Regions from separate parts of the Bicyclus anynana genome. Here region 2 is linked to region 1. The links are chromatin contacts, called in public Hi-C maps. All regions are on one chromosome and are shown on one strand. The core of a region is the stretch at or near the end of the contact, and the rest is flanking DNA. Distances in the headings are between cores, read along the strand shown. Region 1 holds the start of LOC112045815 (DNA-directed RNA polymerases I, II, and III subunit RPABC3). Region 2 holds the start of LOC112045805 (dihydrolipoyllysine-residue succinyltransferase component of 2-oxoglutarate dehydrogenase complex, mitochondrial).

Region 1 (5,196 bases), core at 1,225-3,724:
TCACAAATAACGTAGCTTTGACGTGTTAAAGAATTTTTAAAATTAGTTCACTAGTAATATTAGTCTAAAAGTATAGATTAGTTAGTTTGCCATCAAAATACTATAAAAAACTATTTACCCTACATTGCATATTACAAAAGGAGTTTAAATAAAACTAATATAAATATTAAAAAGCCAATTTCTTCATCAACAGATACATGTGCTGATCTACCTCGAAGCCGTGCAAGTTGTTAGCATCTCCTTGCAGTCGCATCAGCAATCCACCAAACGACACATATGCTGCTAATCTTGACGCTGGCTCTAGAGCCACCTCGTCTCCGTCTATCCTGGAACAATATTTTAAAACTATGTACGCCCATAACTTTCGAATGACTGCACCAAACTTGGTTTTATGTATTTGTTATTGTTAGGACAATTTTAAGTAATTTAAAAATTACAATCTGTAAAAATAATAAATAAATAAAAAAATTAAATCTGAGGCAAAGCTTTTCTATACTCCCATACAAACACAATAATAATTAAAACGTCCGCGACTTCGTCCGCGTGAAACTTGATGTAAACTTTCAACTACCCCTACCCTATTCCTACCTACCCTAACCCTACCCTACCCTACCCCTACCTTACCCCTACCCTAGGTATAATGTGTTGCGGACTTTTTTGTAGATATTTATAAGATCTACAATTAATTATAACATTTTATGGTTCTATCTTTTATAGTTTAGGCAGCGTACGCAAAATAAGTGATTTTTTACACCTTGTAAAAAAAATCCTGTCCTAAATAAAATTTAGCCTATGTTACTTGTGGATAATGTAGCTTTCGAATGGTGAAAGAATTTTTAAAATCCGTCCAGTAATTTTTGAGTCTATTCATTAGAAGCAAACAAACATACAAACAAAGTTTTCCTCTTTATAATATATAAGTATAGATTGTACTATATTTAAAGGCTTTTAGGTATAATTTTCTTTACCAATCATTTTAGCACTGTCAAAGCATAAATGGCCAGTTTTTAAGTGAAATTTTCTACATGATTTGCATCCTTTAATTATAAGAGGTCAATGTATAAATGATGCCAAAAATTGTAAAAAATGATGATTTTAAAAGTAATCTGCCTTCTGAACCTCTTGTAGTCTCTACAAATCAAACTTGATGTTTCAAAACTGCTTGTAAACTAAGCTTACTTGAATAAAAACATAAATTTCTAAATTAAACATACAAAATCATACTAACTTATAAACTTTTCCATACATAACATATTCAAAACTGTCCGCCCTGTTGCCTTCAGTTTCTAAAGGATTCCATTCTCCTCCGTCCGGGTAGCCATTCTCTCTCAATGTTGTTGCTAACACCAATCTACAATGAAAAAAAAGAATTTAAACAATATACCAATAGCATCTATTAAGTCTAATGTAGTGTATATTAAGATTGTTACTTAATCAAAATGTATTTTTCACTACTCTTGCTCAAAAACGCTGCCATATTACCACATATTAACACAACAGAGCTAAACAACCATTTCAGCCTCTAGGGGCTAAAGTAATATTGTTTTTTTAATTTATGTCCGAGTACTAGCCAAGTACTAGCTTACTAAAAAACTTTTAAAACATCAAGTTTTAAAAGTGCTTGTAACTATTTGTAAAAACTCTACCACCAGTTCGGCAGGTTCTGCTAAGAGGAGCCGGTAAGAACCACAGTTGCTCTTTTGTTTTGTGAAGGAGGAAACTGATCCAATGACCTACAAGTCAAAAAATTCATCAAATGTGTAATAACCATACCTTACTACACCAATATATCATAGCCCACCATTGCACCTCATTGTAATGTTTGGGTTATTCATTAAGCAGGTTGTTTATTTGTTGTATATCAAATATATTCAATGGCAGGTTGTATTTATGACAACCATAGAGGAATTAACTGACAGTGGGCTTCACTGATGTCTCGGACAGGCAAATTGTATCATTGATTATTGAAGACTTGTTTAATTACCCAAATATTTCACTCATGGTATACCTAAACAGGTTCATATTTAATTCAACGCTGCAGTCTACCGACCAAAATCACACTAAGCTAATGTAAAACAATGCTTCAACAAAACTTAGATAACCTAACTAAATATACATAGATTTTGGAACAATACCATTTAAAGTACGCACCTAAACTTATCACCCAACTCCATAGGGTATATCCACGAGTTAATGTCTAATATTAAATCCATTTTGAACGACTCTGATTCACAGTGCAACCTGCTTACTCTGTCGAACTTCTTTCCCTCTGGGTCCATATCTTTCACGTTGAATATATCCTCAAATAACACACCAGCCATTTTGTAACGAGTGAAACTACTTGGCTAATAAAAAAGGTGTTTTCTTTTATTATTATAACATAATTAAACTGAACAGGAACGTAAATATTTAGTTTACAATCTCGAAAACACGCCAAGCCCAAAACAAAACCAATCCAATGCTCAAATTCAAAAAGCAGTGTTACCAACTCTCCAAAATATTTATCCCTAAAGTTGGTGTCAAAAACCCCTAAAATAGCCTTAATTATTGAGTTGTCCCCCTAAAAAATATAAATTCATAATAATTTAGAAATAATATGCTGTCATATGTTTCAAAAGTCTATATTTAATGCAGAAAAAATACTACGTCTTTATCTGAAGATTCAGATTTTTTGAAATCATACATGTTGACAATGAATAAATTTAGCAATTTTTTTTACTCGATGAAAATTGCCTCCAATTTCCTCAGTGGTTGTAGAATAATGTAATATAATATGTCGTTATACGTTGCTAGGCCAAGAAAGAAATATTAAAATTATCATCAATTTAAAAATCCCTGAAAATACCCCTAAAAATTTCAGACCCCTAAAAAAATCCCATTTCACTTATTTGCCCCCTAAATCTGGGGGGAAAACCCCTAAGTTGGGAACCCTGTCAAAAAGTCAAAATCAACACAAATGAGAAATGACAAATGACAATTGATTTGACATTGACAATTAACAAATTCATTTACAAAGCATGCTGATTAGATGTGTTAGTTTTAATTTTAATCTATTAGGAAACTCAATGAAACATATAAATTAAATATTCAACTGTAGTAATAATATTTGCAGTATATTTAATTTTTGTAATTTTTTTTTTTTGCTACAGTTTTTAAATGTATTTGCAGCTTTTGTTTTAGATTCTGTTTAGTCTCTTTAAAAGCTATTCTCATGGTGTTGCCAACTTGGTATATTTTCCACTAAAACTGTTTATTTTAACAACCCATAGGTCGCAAAATACTATATTTATACGTCTTTCTTTTCTTACCAGCAGTACCAGTAAAGTTATTGAAATCTATTTAATGCGAACAAGACTAATCACAATCATTAAATTAACAGAAAAATTAAATATAACTCGCATACACGATTTATTTGTTGCACGCTTAGTCAAAACTTTTGGTTGTTGAAAATATGAGCTGTAGTTTGTAGTAAAAAGCCATTTGTAGTAAAAGGGATTCATAATTTATTTAATTCAATCTGGTGGAGTGGTTAGATTTTCAGTTGGGCTGGCAACACTGTCGTTAGACAACGAAGCGTCAAGCGTCAAGCTCAAGCCACACGGAAAATAAAATAACCTCACTCTCGCCGAGGCCGAGATTGTCAAGCTAAGACAAAAAATAAGCTAACCTCTTTGTACATACATACACGTGTTGTAATAAAAACATCCGAAATTATAAACATAATCTACAAAACTATTTGTGTGTGCAAAAAACTAATATTCTGTGCTGTGTTAAATTGAACTGTAACCAAAAATGACTGACGTATTGCCATCGGGCAGCGAAGTGTTTTCGGAGAAGAAAAAGAAGAAAAACAAAGATGGGGTGACTTTGGGCGCTTTCCAGAAGATCGGCGACTTCAAAATCGAGCCTTCTGAGAGTGTTACGAAGTTGGACACAGCGTACTGGCCTTTGTTATTGAAGAACTTCGATAGACTCAACGTGCGTACGAACCATTACACGCCGCTGCCATTCGGTAGTTCACCTCTAAAACGCTCTATCACGGAGTATGTCAAGTCTGGATTCATCAACGTGGATAAACCCAGCAATCCAAGCTCTCATGAAGTCGTATCGTGGATAAAAAGGATATTAAAAGTCGAGAAGACCGGCCATTCCGGCACTTTGGATCCTAAAGTCACTGGCTGTTTGATAGTGTGCATAGACCGTGCTACAAGGCTGGTGAAGTCCCAACAGAACGCTGGTAAGGAGTATGTTGCTATTTTTAACTTACATTCTGCAGTGGAGAATATCCAGAAGGTCACCCAAGGTTTGGAGAAGCTACGTGGTGCTCTGTTCCAACGTCCACCCCTCATATCTGCAGTCAAACGTCAGCTCCGAGTCAGAACTGTGTATGACAGTAAGTTGCTAGATTATGACCAAGAACGCAACATAGGTATTTTCTGGGTTAGCTGTGAAGCTGGGTCGTACATACGTACCATGTGTGTACACTTGGGACTAATGCTTGGTGTAGGAGGTCAGATGATAGAGCTAAGGAGAGTTAGATCAGGTATACAAGGTGAAAAGGAAGGCATGGTGACCATGCATGATATTCTAGATGCGCAATGGGCGTACGAAAACCATAAAGATGAGACATATTTACGTAGAGTTATTAAACCTTTGGAAGGTTTATTAATAGCTCATAAAAGAATCTTTATTAAAGACAGTGCTATCAATGCTGTTTGCTACGGTGCGAAAGTACTTCTACCTGGTATATTGAGGTATGAAGACGGGATAGAACTTGATCAGGAAATAGTGATTGTCACAGCGAAAGGGGAGGCTGTCGCTTTAGCCATTGCTTTAATGACAACATCAACTATGGCATGCTGTGATCATGGAGTAGCAGCAAAACTTAAAAGAGTAATAATGGAGAGGGACACATACCCCAGAAAATGGGGCCTAGGACCTAAGGCTTCACAAAAGAAAATGCTAATCCAACAAGGCAAGCTCGACAAGTTTGGTAAACCAAACGAGAATACTCCATCCGAATGGTTGAACAGCTACGTTGACTATAAAGTTAAGAACGAAACAGAGAACGGAGATGACAAGGCAGAAGATGCTGGCAGGAAAAGGACAGCAAGTACCGCAAATGCTGACGACCCAAACAACTCTGTTGAAGTCAAATCAGAGAAGAAGAAGAAGAAAAAGAAGCGTGACACAGAA
Region 2 (5,196 bases), core at 1,417-3,916, 220 kb after region 1:
AAAAGTATAAAAAAATAAACCCTCCCGCTGCGGGACGTTTGAGTGCCCAAAAACCGGTGGTCAGGGCTCCAGAGTGAGGAACCTTCTCACAATATGCACCGTCTTAAGAATCACTGCCTTCTGGATCCAACTCTTGGTCCAACAATTAAGCGAAAGCTTCTTTAGGTGTTGGTCGAAGCTTTTCACCATATGACCATTGACTGAAACACCTATCGGAACAATAACAGTAGACTTTTTTTATTTTTATTCTTGACAAGTTGAAGGGGATGAAAATCACAACGAGAATATTTAATCAAAGTGACATCATACCAGAATGCTAAAATGCTTAGCAGTGTCTCTACTTTACTTCTTTGTTGATAAAGTGGAGACTATCCACCAGCCTACACAATTTCAACAAACAAACAATAAATGTAATATATAGCGTCAAAAGTTTCTAAAATACAGTTGTCTCGGCGCCCAATATGAATTTGTCCCGTTTGGCGTCGAGACACCAGGCCGGTGGGGCAGGAGCGCTCTGACTCTCCACAAGGAGATCAGCAAACGCCTCAGAGAGGCAACAGGCGACCCTCGGGCGGGCAGCTTTCTCGCGCAAAGAATTTCAATCGCAATTCAGCGCGAGAATGCTGCCTGCGTGATGGGCACCCTACCAAGAGCGACAAATTTTGATAAATATTTTTAGGTATTAGTTTTAATTTTAATTTATTTTGTAGTTGTAGTTGTATTGATATTTCCTTATATTTAATTTTTATAATAAGTTTAGCCTATTTAAGTATTATCTTCATTAACAAAATTTTCATTATAAATATAATAAGGTATAGCATTTCTGGTGCAGCCGAGTTGGTCATTCAGTTGAGAAGTGGTCATAGCATCAATCAAACTATTCCCAACTGTCTGTCTGATAACACAATTCAATTCGCTTAAAACTATTACACGTTTTATCAAATAGTTTTTACTACTATCAGTGATTCATGAGAGATTTCCAATAAGAAAAATCTTATTATACTCAAAACAGCATAAAGATATATAGAAATAAATAAATAAAAAGTGGCATGCAAAGGCAACCTTATTGCAAGCTCTCGAAGTTACAAGCAATCCCTAACTCCCTGAAAATTATACATGTTAGATGTACAAATGTATCTATACTAATAATTTAAAGAACTAAAGTTTTTGGCGTTTACTGTACTACTGGTAATCTCTGGACTGAACCAAAATTGAAAATTCTTTAACCAGCAGAAAGCCACATTATCTGTGAGCATTATAGGCTATATTTTATCCCAGTATTCCCTCTAAATGGGAACAGGGATGATGACAGTTTTTTATATTGTATATAAATTAAGAGTATACTAATAGTAAAGCAATTTTGTAAAAGGAACAGGGTATCTGCGATCATTACTTTCGGAGCTACAGGGATTTAAAGAGTCAGATTTGCGGTGCTGCTGCGGATTCCTGAAAAACGCCCCATACAAAATGGCTCAATATAATGACGTCATAAGCAATGTAATGATCGTTAGATTTGTATGCGCGTTCAAACAAAATTACTAATATCTTTGTTATTTGTGCGTTTATGCTTATAGTTCATATATTAAAAAATGTCACATTTAATGTAAGGAAGCTAAAACTGTATGAATTTTCATCTAATTACAATAAAATATTTTTAATAGTTTTTGAAATTTTATAGTCTCATTTATTTTGCAAATATCCAGACAATCTTTGCTTTTTATGTATAAATTAGTTACCATTGACCCTATTTACCCGAACGTATCATAAAAATCAATATATTCAAACCTAGTCATCATCCCCACTAAACAGGTAAAGGTGCTTAGGTTAGTAGTGAATATTTTATATCAAAGTTAAAAATGTATTATCTATTTATGACACAAAAGGTTTATAAAATAATTTTCATCCAATATAAAAAGCCACATCAAAACTTCTGCTTCATAATTCTAGAAACACATATTTGAAAAAGAAGAATATTAAAAAAAAACATTAGAATGAAAATTAACAAACGCAAGTGGCTTAACAAACTTGACCTTAATTATCCTAAATTTTGAAAATAGAACATCTGAATTACATATATATCTGTCACTATCACTGAGCGCTTCAATTTATGTGAACTGATTTCTAGTGTTTTAAATTAGTTAGAACATTGAATTGGATGAAAACAAACACAATAGACGCTAAAAACAAATAAAATCGGTATTACAAGATAACAACGATACACAAACATACGATAAAAAATTGCATTCAAGCGAACATATGTGAACCAATTTTCAAGGTTATCCAATGTGGTATTTCATAATTTGAACCTTGAATGGATTAAGATAAATGTGTAACTTACCGTTATTTGTAGTAAACAATCGTTACCATTGACCGATTAGCTATTTTCGGGCAAATATGTTACATAAGCTTATGTCTCATGACACTGGGTACACCGTGAAAATCGGATATAAAATCGATTTTATTGTATTGATAACATAAAAACTAGCACAGTAATAGCAAACTGATACTTCACTTTTATTAACACGCTGCCTGCTTGTGAATTTGAGGCCCCAAGATCTACATTAAATTCACCATGGGGTGTTCGGAATAACTTCGAAAATCCAGTTGGCGGTACGGTAGGTAAAAGAGGTGGGTACCTGTCATGTGGATTAAGGCAGCGTTTCGTTTTTGCTATTAACTTAATTCATATTTTAACATTTATGTAAATAAAATCTTTTCATAAACGTAAAGCGTAATTATAAATTTTTTATATCTATAAAATATTTTGTGACTTTTTTTTGTCAAGAAATTACTGAATTAAGTTCTTTTTTACTTTTTATAAAACTTACGTTTCGTTTCTCCTTCCTAAAAAATTCACAAAGTAATTGCTAAAAGCACCTTAATGGTCTAAGGCTAAAAACAAATTTGATTTTTTTATTTATATTTTTACCAGTTTTAACGTTTTTATACTCAGTTGTGTTTTTACCCGACTGCTATTTATTAATATTGAACGTTTTCAGATTTTGACGTTAGTGGTCTTTACAAATTTTTGACTTTACTTTTTTTACTTTTGGCTATTCATCAACAGGTGGCGCTGTATATTTGACGTTTTTCTTTTTTTACTAAAATACTCCGTTGTCCGTACCATTCTACTCTATGGTCCGTGGTCCGTCTTCGTAACCGTACTCCGTACTCCGATTCCAGGGCTCCCAACTTAGGGGTTTTTCCCCCCAGATTTAGGGGGCAAATAAGTGAAATTGGATTTTTTAGGGGTATTTTCTGGGATTTTTTGACTCTTTAATATTTTTAAATTGATGATAATTTTAATATTTTTTTCTTGATCTAGCGACTTATAACGACATATAATACGTTATTCTACAACCACTCTGAGGCAACTGGCGGCAAAAAGAAATTGTTAAATTTATTCATTGTCAACATGTATGATTTCAAAAAATCTGAATCTTCAGATAAAGATGTAATATTTTGTCTGTATTAAATAAAGACTTTTGAAACATATTACAGCATATTATTTCTAAATTATTATAAATTTATATTTTTTAGGGGGACAACTGAATAATTAAGGTGATTTTAGGGGTTTTGACATAAATTTTAGGGATAAATATTTTGGAGAGTTGGTAACACTGTCCGATTCCGACAAAAAATTAAAAAAGCCGTCGTTTGTGGCGTTGGTTGTTCTTGTTGCGGTTAATGGATTTGTAATTTGTATTTGCTAAGTTAGCCGTTTCGTATTTTATTTTAGTTTCCGATGTGCACAATAATATATTCGATTAAACAATAATTGTGTTTGGTTAAAATATTTGGTCATAAAATGTGTTAGTGTTCGGCGACCGGCGTTTGCCATCTTGTTTTTTTGCATTGTATTTTTTACTGGGCAGAATTGTTCATATTTTTCTCTTGTAAATTTGTAATTATTTAATAGGGATGTTTGATTAATAATTATGTCCTGTGCATTGTAGAATTCTCGTGTCTTATTTCGGTTAGCTAGCTAGCTGTTTAGCAAAAATGAAAGTGCGGGACGATCATGTTGTGTTGAAATTCTAAAATATTCTTGGAGTGAAATAGTTGTAATAACTTCAAAAATCTTTCTAATAGCTTATTTATAGGTTTATATACGAGGTCTGAGTCTCGGAAAATATGATCTTAAAATTAAAAATTCGTTCTGTCATCTATTATTCTTCAGCCTTCGGGAGTCGGGACCCAACCCGCTGCCGGTAACGTCGCTGCGGTCCTCATCAGGGATCTACAGCAATGCTATCTCCAGAAAAAAAATCAAGTTGTTTTATTTTAAGTTCCTACACAAATTCCAAGTTTTCTATCAGAAATGTTAAGCTTGACCACTTACAATTAGAAAAATCGAAATCATCATCATAAATTAGTGAAATCTAGGATATTTCTGGAAAGTTGAAAACCAATATCTCATCAACGTTCCTCCTTCATTATTATTACAGAACTGCCAGGCAGTGGAGTAGTTGCATCTATAAAACTGTACATTAACTTGACATCTGGCTACCAAACAAAACAAACAGTACAAAACAATATTCAAGCTAGGTGTCAAGTTAATCTGCATGAGGTGTGAGGCAAAGCACATCCAAAAAAACTTTTTATCATCAAAAACTCAGGACATTAACTATGTATGGATGCAGACTACTGTCTGCTTCCATACATAGTTAATGTCCTTTGTATGAAACATTGTTTTCCTGAATTTCATGTCGATTGGGCTACATGAAAGCTAGGGCTTGTTGGTTTCTTCACAGTTTTGCTGATGTTTGCTTCAAAAGTGTTATCACTTGGTCAATGCAGTTTGGCTCACAGTAAACGCCCTGCTGCAAGATTCTGAACTACCTGTGAAAGTGGTTTAGTTTGTTTCGGCCCTATGCATCACTAGGTGTTGAAGGACTAGATTCAGAGGTTCTCAAACTTTTTTTGTTCCGGTGGACTCCCTGTTAAAGTTCTATCTAAAATTCAACAAAAAATGTGATTATGTAGTTGAAAGAATTAAATAGAGAGAATTGATTACTTAATAAATTAATTAATTGTGCAGTGAGTGGATGACAAAAAGCAAAATTGTCCAGGAAAAAGGTATTTCAGCCAACTTGATATCTACTCACAGCACAAGGAAGCGATCAATTCATAAATTATTTTATTTAGAAAATTCCAGTTCAGTAGTTTCTGAGCCTATCCAATGCAAATAAACAA

Evidence for each region. A called contact is a pair of places that touch in the nucleus more often than the background predicts.
Region 2: a contact with region 1 is called in a Hi-C map of whole body, with 5 times the contacts expected there. The contact joins the promoter of LOC112045805 here to the promoter of LOC112045815 in region 1. A contact is called at or near these places in 2 of 2 Hi-C or Micro-C datasets (whole body and whole larva).

Annotation. Positions count from the first base shown.
Region 1 is chr26:6,902,480-6,907,675 of ilBicAnyn1.1, forward strand. LOC112045815 (DNA-directed RNA polymerases I, II, and III subunit RPABC3) reads right to left here and starts at 2,475. Exons shown (of 3, transcript XM_024082166.2): 1 at 2,152-2,475; 2 at 1,229-1,351; 3 at 163-326. The coding sequence starts at 2,321. The coding sequence ends at 167. LOC112045801 (H/ACA ribonucleoprotein complex subunit 4) reads left to right here and starts at 3,564. Exons shown (of 1, transcript XM_024082139.2): 1 at 3,564-5,196. The coding sequence starts at 3,793.
Region 2 is chr26:7,120,712-7,125,907 of ilBicAnyn1.1, forward strand. LOC112045805 (dihydrolipoyllysine-residue succinyltransferase component of 2-oxoglutarate dehydrogenase complex, mitochondrial) reads right to left here and starts at 2,667. Exons shown (of 3, transcript XM_024082147.2): 1 at 2,513-2,667.